Linked DNA regions of Sus scrofa: regions 2 and 3 are each linked to region 1. Evidence: chromatin contacts called from public HiChIP or PLAC-seq and promoter capture Hi-C data. All regions are on one chromosome and are shown on one strand. The core of a region is the stretch at or near the end of the contact, and the rest is flanking DNA. Distances in the headings are between cores, read along the strand shown. Region 1 holds the start of STAT3 (signal transducer and activator of transcription 3). Region 2 overlaps STAT3 (signal transducer and activator of transcription 3). Region 3 overlaps STAT3 (signal transducer and activator of transcription 3).

Region 1 (3,041 bases), core at 142-2,641:
CAAAAGATTGAGACTTACTGTTCTGATTTATTCAAACCAATGCTTTATCAGCACAACCAGCCAAAGAATGACAACCCATAGGCAGAATAAACATACCCTTTAGATGCACACCCCCAAAAAACCAGCAGATACACATTATATACATTTTTAATAAGGGTTAACACTATCCATCCAATTTGTATAACACAGAGGGATGTGGACTAAACATGGAGAAAATGACTTCATGTTGGTTTGAATCTTGCTAACCGAAATGCAACCACACCCCCCAAACACAGGTAAAGTTTGCACACTTGGTTCTGCCAAGGCCAGCCTGTCTTTGTTTCCCTCTTCTCTGCATTTACCCAAGACCTTGGCTCTGAGACAGAAAACTCCCACTCTCGATTGGTTCATTCCGGCCTATGCAATTAAGCAACACCACAATCCAGTAAACGCAAGGGCTCAATTATTTATCTTTTGGCCAAGTTTACCAGGTGTTTATAAAAGAACAATGCCAGGAGGAAAAAGGTTTATTTCTCTCTAGAGTTGGTTTGATGGGGGTTTTATTTTGTTGGGTTTTTTTTAAGAAGGGGGAGGAGAGAAACACGATTTAACCTAGAAAAAGACGAGAGGGAGTTTAGAAAGAGAACGAGATTGTCAATTTCCCTACAGGAAACTTGATTCTTATGCAATAACCCTAACCATGAACAACCAGCCCGTGAGGCTGGAGGAGGAAGACACCTATTCCTACCTCTCCAGGGGGGCACAGCTGGATCCTACAGGAGCGGGAACTGGACAAGACGGAGGAAGTGGCTCAGCCGGAGCCGCCGGGCCCGGCCGGGGGGGCGGGGAGGAGGCGCTTGCCAACCCACCCCTCCGTGATCTTCGCCAGCATGACAGTCGCTCCTGCGGCCGGAACGTCCCCAGAGCCCCAAGGAGCAGGAAGTCGGGGGCTGTCCCTCACTCCTGCCACCGCCACTCTAGAGTGCCCTGGCCCCAATGGTCCTCCCCCTCGAGCCCCTTCTCACTCTTCCACCGCGTCTCCTCTTTCTCCAAAGAATGAAAACTTCCTTCCAGCGTACCCTGTCCCTTCAGAGGCCGACTCCTGTCATCCTGGGAACGACCCTTCAGAACGACCCTCCCGGTCTCTTCGTATCCCCTCTGCCCTACTGAAGCTTCTGTCCACTACTCCCTCAAACACCCCAGAGCATCTCAGCCCTTCTGGCACCCACCCCTGGATCCCCGGCCCGGAGGCCGTCGCCCGGGGAGGGGGGGGGCGGCCCCACCCTTAACCCCCTTCACCTGCTGCTCCGGCTGAGGCCCGACTGGCCGGGGCTGCGCTTGCGCCGGGGTGCGGGCCGCAGGGCTCCCTCAGGCCGCAGAGTCTCCCCTATTAGACACGGGGAGAGCGCCAAGTAGGGGTGCTCGTCAAGGATCCTGTTCGGGCTCGCTCCCTCCGCGGCGACGTCGGAACCCCAGGCTCCCCCTCCCGGTCTACGCCGCCGCAGCTCCGGAAACCGCTGAATTACAGCCCCTCCAGCCAATCCCCGCCCAGCCCCCGCCTGGCCTGGGCACTCCGCTCATGCATTATTCATGAGACGACCAGTTTTCTCTGCCACACAGAGGCCCTGGTGAATGTACTGTATCTCCGAAGCCCCACCCACTTGCCAATGAGGAGAGCTCCTTGGAGAAGGGGCGGAGCCAACACAAGGCCGGGAACGCCCCTGTACTGGCTGTTCCGAGGGCTCACTGCTACTCCCTCCGCAACAGTAAGGGAAGAGCCAAGGCCTTGGGCTGAGAGACCCGGAGGGAGGGAAGAAAGATGACCGGAATGTCCTGCTGAAAACTCAGCTGAGTTCCTGGCAGTGTGTGACGTCAAGACACTTTAAATGCCCCTGATGCGGCTCTCTTTTGCCTACTCTCCCTTTTCCCGGCCCTTGGCACCACGTGGGGGTGAGTTAGGAGCCACTTACCACGTGGGAATCAGCCAGTTAAACAGTACCCAGGTATCGCCAGATACTCTAAGACCTCAACGGCTGAATTGGGTTTTTGGGGACAGCCAAAAGAACATGGGTGACTCCCGCCTGCTTTGAACCTCAGTTTCTGCGTGAGTCGAGACACACACACCCGGAAACATGACGTGGAAGTAGAGTAATTACTAGAGTGCGTGGGGAGAGGGTAGTGGATTTAACCCCGTCCTCCGTTCCGTCTCTTCAAGCATCAAAGGCCAACACGACTCGCACATTGGCCTGTTCACGGGAATGCAGGAGACAGTACAGATAAAGAATGACACGTATACACATTGTTTTTATGTGTCTGAGTTGAAATACTTGAAATTGCGTGCCTTTATCTTTTTCGCCTGTCTACTTCGAGTGCAAGTTCTACTCCATTGAAACCAGTAGTTTATAGGAAATGTAGACATTTTATCTTGCATAATAGAGGATGTACTTTGCATAATAGAGGATTGTATGTATGTGCTGGTACAATCAGGGTTTTAAAAAATAACAGCTATTAGTGCTTATTTGTGTTTATTGTGTTTGTTTAGTACAAAGAGGTATTAAGATGAAATCCAAAAAGGGACCTTTTATCAGGTGTTCCCACCGTCCAGCGGAAATGAATCTGACTAGCATCCATGAGGAAGCAGGTTGGACCCCTGGCCTAGCTCAGTGTGTTAAGGATCCAGTGTTACCATGGGTTGTGGTACAGGTCGAAGACGTGGCTCTGATCTGGCATTGCTGTGGCTGTGGTGTAGGCCGGCGGCTGCAGCTCTGATTCAGCCCCTAGCCTGGGAACCTCCGAATGCCGCAGGTGCAGCCCGAACAAGACAAAATAAAATAAAATAAAAAATAAAAAAGGGCCTGTTATCTCACCTTTGACAGGCCATGACAATTTTCTTCAATGAAACTAACACACGTTTGTGGTTAGAAAATTCAGACAGTTCAGAAAATTGAAAATTAAAAATGAAAATCTCCCCCTTCCTTCACCAGGCCTCCCCAAGGATAGCTATTTTTATTAATTTCTGGTAAGAAAATCAATGACTTGGAGTTCATTGTGGCTCAATGAGT
Region 2 (3,041 bases), core at 356-2,855, 61 kb before region 1:
AACAAAAAAAATACAAGCTCAAGCTTTTTAAACACACCAGGTCACTTTGAATACCGACCATAGCTCCGAGGGTTCCAACCCCTCACCAGAGTTCTCTCACCCAGTGGCCTGTTCCCAGGGGTAATTGAGGACGTTAGAAATGAAGGCAAAATCAGGAAGAGAAGCCACTTACGGTGTCACACAGATGAACTTGGTCTTCAGGTATGGGGCAGCACCTGGGAAGGAGAAAACTCAGGCTCACTGATTCTGACTCCACCCTGGGTCCCGGGCAGGAGGAAGCCTTTCCCCAATGCTGACCTGAAACTCACTCCATCCTGGACCAGAGATTGTCTGGAACTCCCATTTCCCTCGGAGGAAGCTCACCTGCCCGCCCTCCCTGTACACGCTTTGATGTCCCAGACGCTTTGGCACCTTGTCCCCGAGCCCAGAGGAGGGGCGGCCGGGTGTTCCTCCCTCCCTCAGCTCAGGTAAAGAGTTTAACTGCTTGCGTGTGGTCTGAGGATTAGGTTCTGGCCTGGCTGTATCTCTTAGATAACTTCTCCTCATGCAGGGCTGAGCCCACGTCGTCGGGGCACCATGTCTTGCTCAGGTACCGCAGCGGTGAAGAGCAGGTGGAAAGGGTTAATGCAGTGCCGAAGCTGGGGGAGGTGGGGGGGGGGGGCGACGACAGTTTCTGTTCCTTTCAGGACTTGTCTGTCCCTATGGCATTGTCAGGTGAGGGGATTAGAAAGGCCCCTGCTGGACAACTGCATCACCCAGAAGAGCCCCTCCACAGGGAGGCTGTCGCGTGGAGCAATCGGCTCTGGTCTGGCAGACAGGAGGCCCAGGCCTCATTCTCTCTTCAGCGGCTAAGGGGTCTCGGCAAGGCCCTTCCTCTCTCATGTGTAGGAGGGAGAAGCCCATCTCTGCCATTTAGTATCCTTATTCACAGGAGAGTTAGAAATGTGAGGACTGAAACAAGTGAAATTAAGGGCTAAATGCTGATGCTAAGAGCTCAAGGAACCCTGGAGACAGTGGCATGGGACTGGGAGGCTTTGGGGGAACATGGGACTTAGCAGGCAGGTGGCGGGGTGGGGTGGGCTGAGAGAAGCACGGTTATCAAGCTTGGGGCTTACTGGGAGGCTGAGGGATCAGAAAGTACGACAGCCTGAGAAAAAGCGTCGCCAAGGGGCCCTGAGACCGCCGTCTGTGTTTATTTTTGGCCAAGAAACAGATTAACTCAGTACAAAATCCAAAGAAGCTACTGAGGCAGGGTTCTGGTGTCTTATAAATCCACTTGGGCCCAGGACGGAGGGGCCCAAGACAGAAAAGGTTTTAATTCCCCCAGTGAGCAATGGTGCTGAGACAAAACAGCTTTGGCCTGAGCTGCCAAGGGAGAAGCAAAGGAGAACGAAGATGGAGAAGCAAAGGAGAACGAAGACGAAAAAGCTGCTTTATGGCTCCGTACCAGGTCGTAAATGTCCTTTATCTAATTTGTAAGATAAGGGATGTGTCATTTCTCTTGGGGACTCTCTCCCTCAAGCCATGAGGAAATACTGAGTGAAGAGGAGGGAAGAGTCCTGGGAAGATAATCCACCTTCTAGAGACGCTCAAACCTCCACGATGGAACCCGAGGAAGGGGTTGCACGCTCAGCCCTGGAGGACCCCACACCTCACACCTCACACCACACCCCGGGCCCTGAGGGCGGCCTCGGCCCCGAGGAAACACTGATGCGTCCAGGCAGGAAAGGGCCTTGCCTCCCAGTCACACAGGAGGGGTGGCCACGAATGGGGGGGCGCAGCCTCAGACCGGGAGCGTGGGCCCTGAAAGCCACGTCAGTCCGAGGACCAGCACGTGGACCCAAGTGCCTTCCGCAGAAGGCACAGGGCAGGGTGACAGGGGCTGATAAACAGATCTCCCAACCGAAGCGCAGCGTGCAAGGCGAGATAAGCGGCAGACGGGAAGTGCCCTTGTGACCGAGACGTGGCCCCAGAACAAAGGAAAAAAGAGAGTCAGTCGCCTGTTAGCTCCAGTTCCCTCCGCCAAGGCTCATTCTGCTCAGCCCGAGGCTCCTCAGAGGGAATGCCCATGAAGAAGTGGGAAGGAGGCTGCTGGGTGTGTGTGTGAGAGCTATTGGTACAAAACCAAGGTTTTTCAAAAGCAGCCAGGGCCGGGACGGCCAACCTCCGAGGGTCACGGTAAGAGAAGATGAAGAGAAGTTAATAAAAACAATGGCCAATTATCGTCTCCTCGTCAGGATCCAGACAGAGAACCCAGATCTGAGCTCCAAACAGAACCGAGAATAGACTAGAGGGCTCTGCCCTCCACACTGAGGATGGTGCCAGAGCTCACACGGGTTTAAACGTGTGAAACCATTTATGTATAACTTACACAAGCACATGAATGTGCTCTTGCACGTTAAAAAAAAAAAACCAATTTCCCCTTTTGCGTGGCCATGGCGTGCAGCAGCTTGGTGTGGATCTCAGTGCCCAGACCGGGGCTTGAACCCAGCCACAGTGGTGAAAGCCCTGAGTCCGAACCACTAGACCACCAGGGACCTCCCTAAGAAAACCTTATTTTCGACAGCTGCATGTCCAAGGTAGCAATTCCATGCCCCTCCCACCCGTTGCCATCTGCCCCTTCAATTACCCCTCTCCCGAGATTCTGCTCTCAAACCGTGTTCCAAGGCTGCTAACACTCATTTCCTCCAGAAGGCCTTTCTTTGTCCCACCTGATGCTGCCTACATTGTTCAGTGATCGGGAAAAGGAAACACACTAGACTAAAGTCTGAGTTGCAAACCTTCTAGCCTCTGCTAGGTAAGAAGCGCTGCACTGGCTGGGCGTCCTGTTACCAAAGAATCCTGTCCCCGAATTCTCTCTGCCATGTTTTCTTTTTTCTTTTTTAGGCCCGAACCTGCAGCATATGGAGGTTTCCCAGCTAGGGATCACATTGGAGCTACAGCTGCCGAACTACACCACAGCTCATGCTGACGCTGGATCCTTAACCCACTGAGCAAGGCCAGGGATCAAACCCACATCCTCGTGGATCCTAGCTGGGCTC
Region 3 (3,041 bases), core at 291-2,790, 36 kb before region 1:
ATGATCTAGATAGATAGATATGACTAGCACACATGTAAGTGTTTCCCCAGTGGGCCAGTTAGTGGCACATAATCTCTATTCCCTGAGTTAGCTGTATCTCTAGTTTTAGTGAGGTTATTGTCCAAACTTAACCACAAAGAGAAATGCACATGAACCTAATGTTTCAATCCCAAACCATCCTCAAGGTGGCTCCCAAGGATAGTGCATTGTCATAACCTTCTGGTGCCAGTGTGAACTGCTATAGCCTTTGGGGAAAACAATTCAAAACTATCTATAAAATTTTTATATATATGTTACATATGGACACACACACACACCCTCTGACCTAACAATTTCATTCCTAGAAATCTATAGTAGAGAAATCAAAGGATGACTAAAGATATACAGGGAGACATTGCATTAGTATTTATAGTGGGGGGAAAAACCTAGAATGAAGTGAAGGTTTATCGAAGAGGTAACAAATCAATTACAGAAAATGTATTTTTTTTTTTTTTTTGTCTTTTTGCCTTTTCTAGGGCCGTTCCCTCGGCACATGGAGGTTCCCAGGCTAGGGGTCTAATCGGAGCTGTAGCCGCCGGCCTACACCACAGCCACAGCAACTCAGGATCTGAGCTGTGTCTGAGACCTACACCACAGCTCACGACAACGCCGGATCCTTAATCCACTGAGCAAGGGCAGGGATAGAATCTGCAACCTCATGGTTCCTAGTCGGATTAGTTAACCACTGAGCCACGACGGGAACTCCAATTACAGAAAATGTATACCACAGAATATTACTCAGCAAATAAAGGCAAGTGAGTTAGCTTCATAATACCTGACTTGGAAGGATTTACATGATACAGTATTAAATGAAAAAAGCAAGATACAGAGAAGTAAAACACATTTGCATACAGTGTGTGTGTGTGTGTGTTTTCCACAGTCTATAGGAGCCAGGAGAAAGGTATAAATGGATATATTCCACACTATTAATTTTGGTTTTCTGGGAAGAGACAATGAAGAGAGGGAGAGAGTGACATTTCAGATCCTTTTAAAAAGCCTTTCCTCCTTGTACTTTTCTGCAATGTTTTAAAGATTTTTTAGAAGGAGACTGCATTACATATGCAGGGGAGAAATGTTATTTTCATTGTCCAGAAGGAAAAACCCCCCACACACATTTCCACCCTTGGAGGTCAGTGCACATCCTAAGGACCCTCGGAGAGCAAGCGCATCTTCGCACACGCGAAGGAAGCACATTTTCATTGTGCACTTTGTCTCTTCTCGGGGCCTCACCTGGGCTGCAGTGGCTGCAGTCTGGAGGAGGCGGGACTCTTCCCACAGGCACCGGGCCACAATTCGGGCAATCTCCATTGGCTTCTCAAGATATCTGCTCTGTAAGGAGGAGAGACAGAGAATGAAAAGCGGCCGTAGACAAAGGAGATGTGGACGAAATGTTGCTAAAAAGCTAACTTCCTCATAAATTAGGGAAAGCCTTCTATCTACTACATGAAGCAACAGAGCAAAGGCCTCAGGGCCTGGCTGCAATTGGTGGCGCAATGAAGGGCAGAAGAGAAGAAGAAAAGCAGTTGCGATGAGCTGTACGTTGGGTAGAGAAGGCCTGGCGGTCTGTCTTTGGACAGTGTTTTATCCTGATCTTAAAGGGAGGCAACCGACTTTGTCAATACCTAATTACGGTCACACCTTTAACAGGGAAAAGGAGGAGTCTTCTTCCTATGAGGGGACCCTGGTACAAGCATGTAATTTACATGCTAACATAATCAGATTAACCCAACAATCACACTATTCCTTCAACCGACCCAAGAAGTGGCTTCCAGGCAATGGTGCTCAAAGGGCACCAAAGTTACTCCTCCTTTGATTTAAAGTACAAGATAGGAGTTCCCAACGTGGCTCAGCAGAAGCAAAACTGACTAGCATCCATGAGGACGCAGGTTCGATCCCTGGCCTTGCTCAGTGGGTTAAGGATCCAGCACTGCCATGAGCTGTGGCGTAGGTCACAGATGCGGCCTGGATCCCGCGTTGCGGTGGCTGTGGCGTAGGCCAGCAGCTGTAGCTCCAATTGGCCCCCACTTGGGAACCTCCATAGGCTGTGGGTGTGGCCCTAAAAAGACAAAAAACCAATAAATAAATAAAACACTAGATAGGTTCTTATAATTTAGCCAAATGAGAAGGGAAATATTTTCGGGAAGGAAAGCTAAAACCCGCCTCTGTGGGTTCAGTTTCTCGTCGCACCTGAAGGAACTGCTTGATTCTTCGCAGGTTGTGCTGATAGAGAACATTGGACTCCTGCAGGAAGCGGCTATACTGCTGGTCAATTTCACCCAAGAGATTATGAAACACCAAAGTGGCGTGGGATTCTTTGCTGGCTGCATATGCCCTAGGAAAAGGAAGAAGGATAAGGAATGGTTGTGAAACCTACACATATGCACATCCATGGACACACACAGAGACATCACCATCAAGGAGGAAAAAAACTAGGGCAAACCTGATGCTTTAACTTACACATCATTTTAGATTCATCTTGCCCAGCAACGTAAAGATCAGCAATGTAAAAATTATCAACAATTATCCCAGATACTATTAGCCACAGTCATAGTTCTATATTTATAAAATACTTGAGTGAAGTGAACAGATCGCTGTTTGGCTTTAAATTCTCAGTCAACTCTGTAGCCAGATTTTTAGTGGCAAATAAGCAACCCCAGGCTAGGATGGTGGCCTATCTTCAACATCTCTGAATGACTTCCCTGGCCCCTCACCGAATTCTAGAAAAACTAGGTCATGGGCCTGAATAAAACTAAAATGAGGGGGAGTTGAGGAAAGATGGATGGGGAATCTGGGATTAACACAGACACACTACTATTTATGAAAGAGAAGACAACAAGGTCCTGCTGTAGCGCACAGGGAACTCTACTCAATATCCTGTGTGAAAAAGGATGGATATACATGTATAACGGAATCACTTTGCTGTACAGCAGAAATTAACACTGTAAATCAAGTACACTTCAAACACATGTTTTAGAAAAGAATAATACAACTTTTGGGAAAAG

Evidence for each region. Promoter capture Hi-C pulls out the DNA fragments that hold promoters and counts their contacts. HiChIP or PLAC-seq counts read pairs in DNA pulled down with a chosen protein or histone mark.
Region 2: a promoter capture Hi-C map of fetal liver shows a contact between it and region 1, with 2.6 times the contacts expected there. The contact joins the enhancer-like site here to the promoter of STAT3 in region 1. A contact is called at or near these places in 2 of 5 promoter capture datasets (fetal liver and liver), 15 of 47 Hi-C or Micro-C datasets (alveolar macrophages, blood, embryonic fibroblasts and 7 more) and 2 of 2 datasets of contacts at active chromatin or transcription factors (alveolar macrophages and skeletal muscle).
Region 3: a contact with region 1 is called in an H3K27ac HiChIP or PLAC-seq map of alveolar macrophages. The contact joins the enhancer-like site here to the promoter of STAT3 in region 1. A contact is called at or near these places in 1 of 5 promoter capture datasets (liver), 16 of 47 Hi-C or Micro-C datasets (alveolar macrophages, blood, embryonic fibroblasts and 10 more) and 2 of 2 datasets of contacts at active chromatin or transcription factors (alveolar macrophages and skeletal muscle).

What each region holds. Positions count from the first base shown.
Region 1 is chr12:20,405,666-20,408,706 of Sscrofa11.1, reverse strand. STAT3 (signal transducer and activator of transcription 3) reads right to left here and starts at 1,391. Exons shown (of 25, transcript NM_001044580.1): 1 at 1,279-1,391.
Region 2 is chr12:20,466,600-20,469,640 of Sscrofa11.1, reverse strand. It overlaps STAT3 (signal transducer and activator of transcription 3), which reads right to left. Exons shown (of 25, transcript NM_001044580.1): 23 at 173-215. Among named protein-coding and RNA genes, the nearest start is that of STAT5A, 31 kb to the left of the region's middle. Within about 2 kb of position 1,605, at least 14 of the 83 cell types and tissues checked have an H3K27ac peak or open chromatin away from gene starts, as enhancers often do. A contact at or near this core is called in fetal liver, retroperitoneal adipose tissue and skeletal muscle, where this site is marked.
Region 3 is chr12:20,441,785-20,444,825 of Sscrofa11.1, reverse strand. STAT3 (signal transducer and activator of transcription 3) reads right to left here. Exons shown (of 25, transcript NM_001044580.1): 3 at 2,227-2,371; 4 at 1,270-1,368. Among named protein-coding and RNA genes, the nearest start is that of STAT3, 36 kb to the right of the region's middle. Within about 2 kb of position 1,540, at least 1 of the 83 cell types and tissues checked has an H3K27ac peak or open chromatin away from gene starts, as enhancers often do. A contact at or near this core is called in alveolar macrophages, where this site is marked.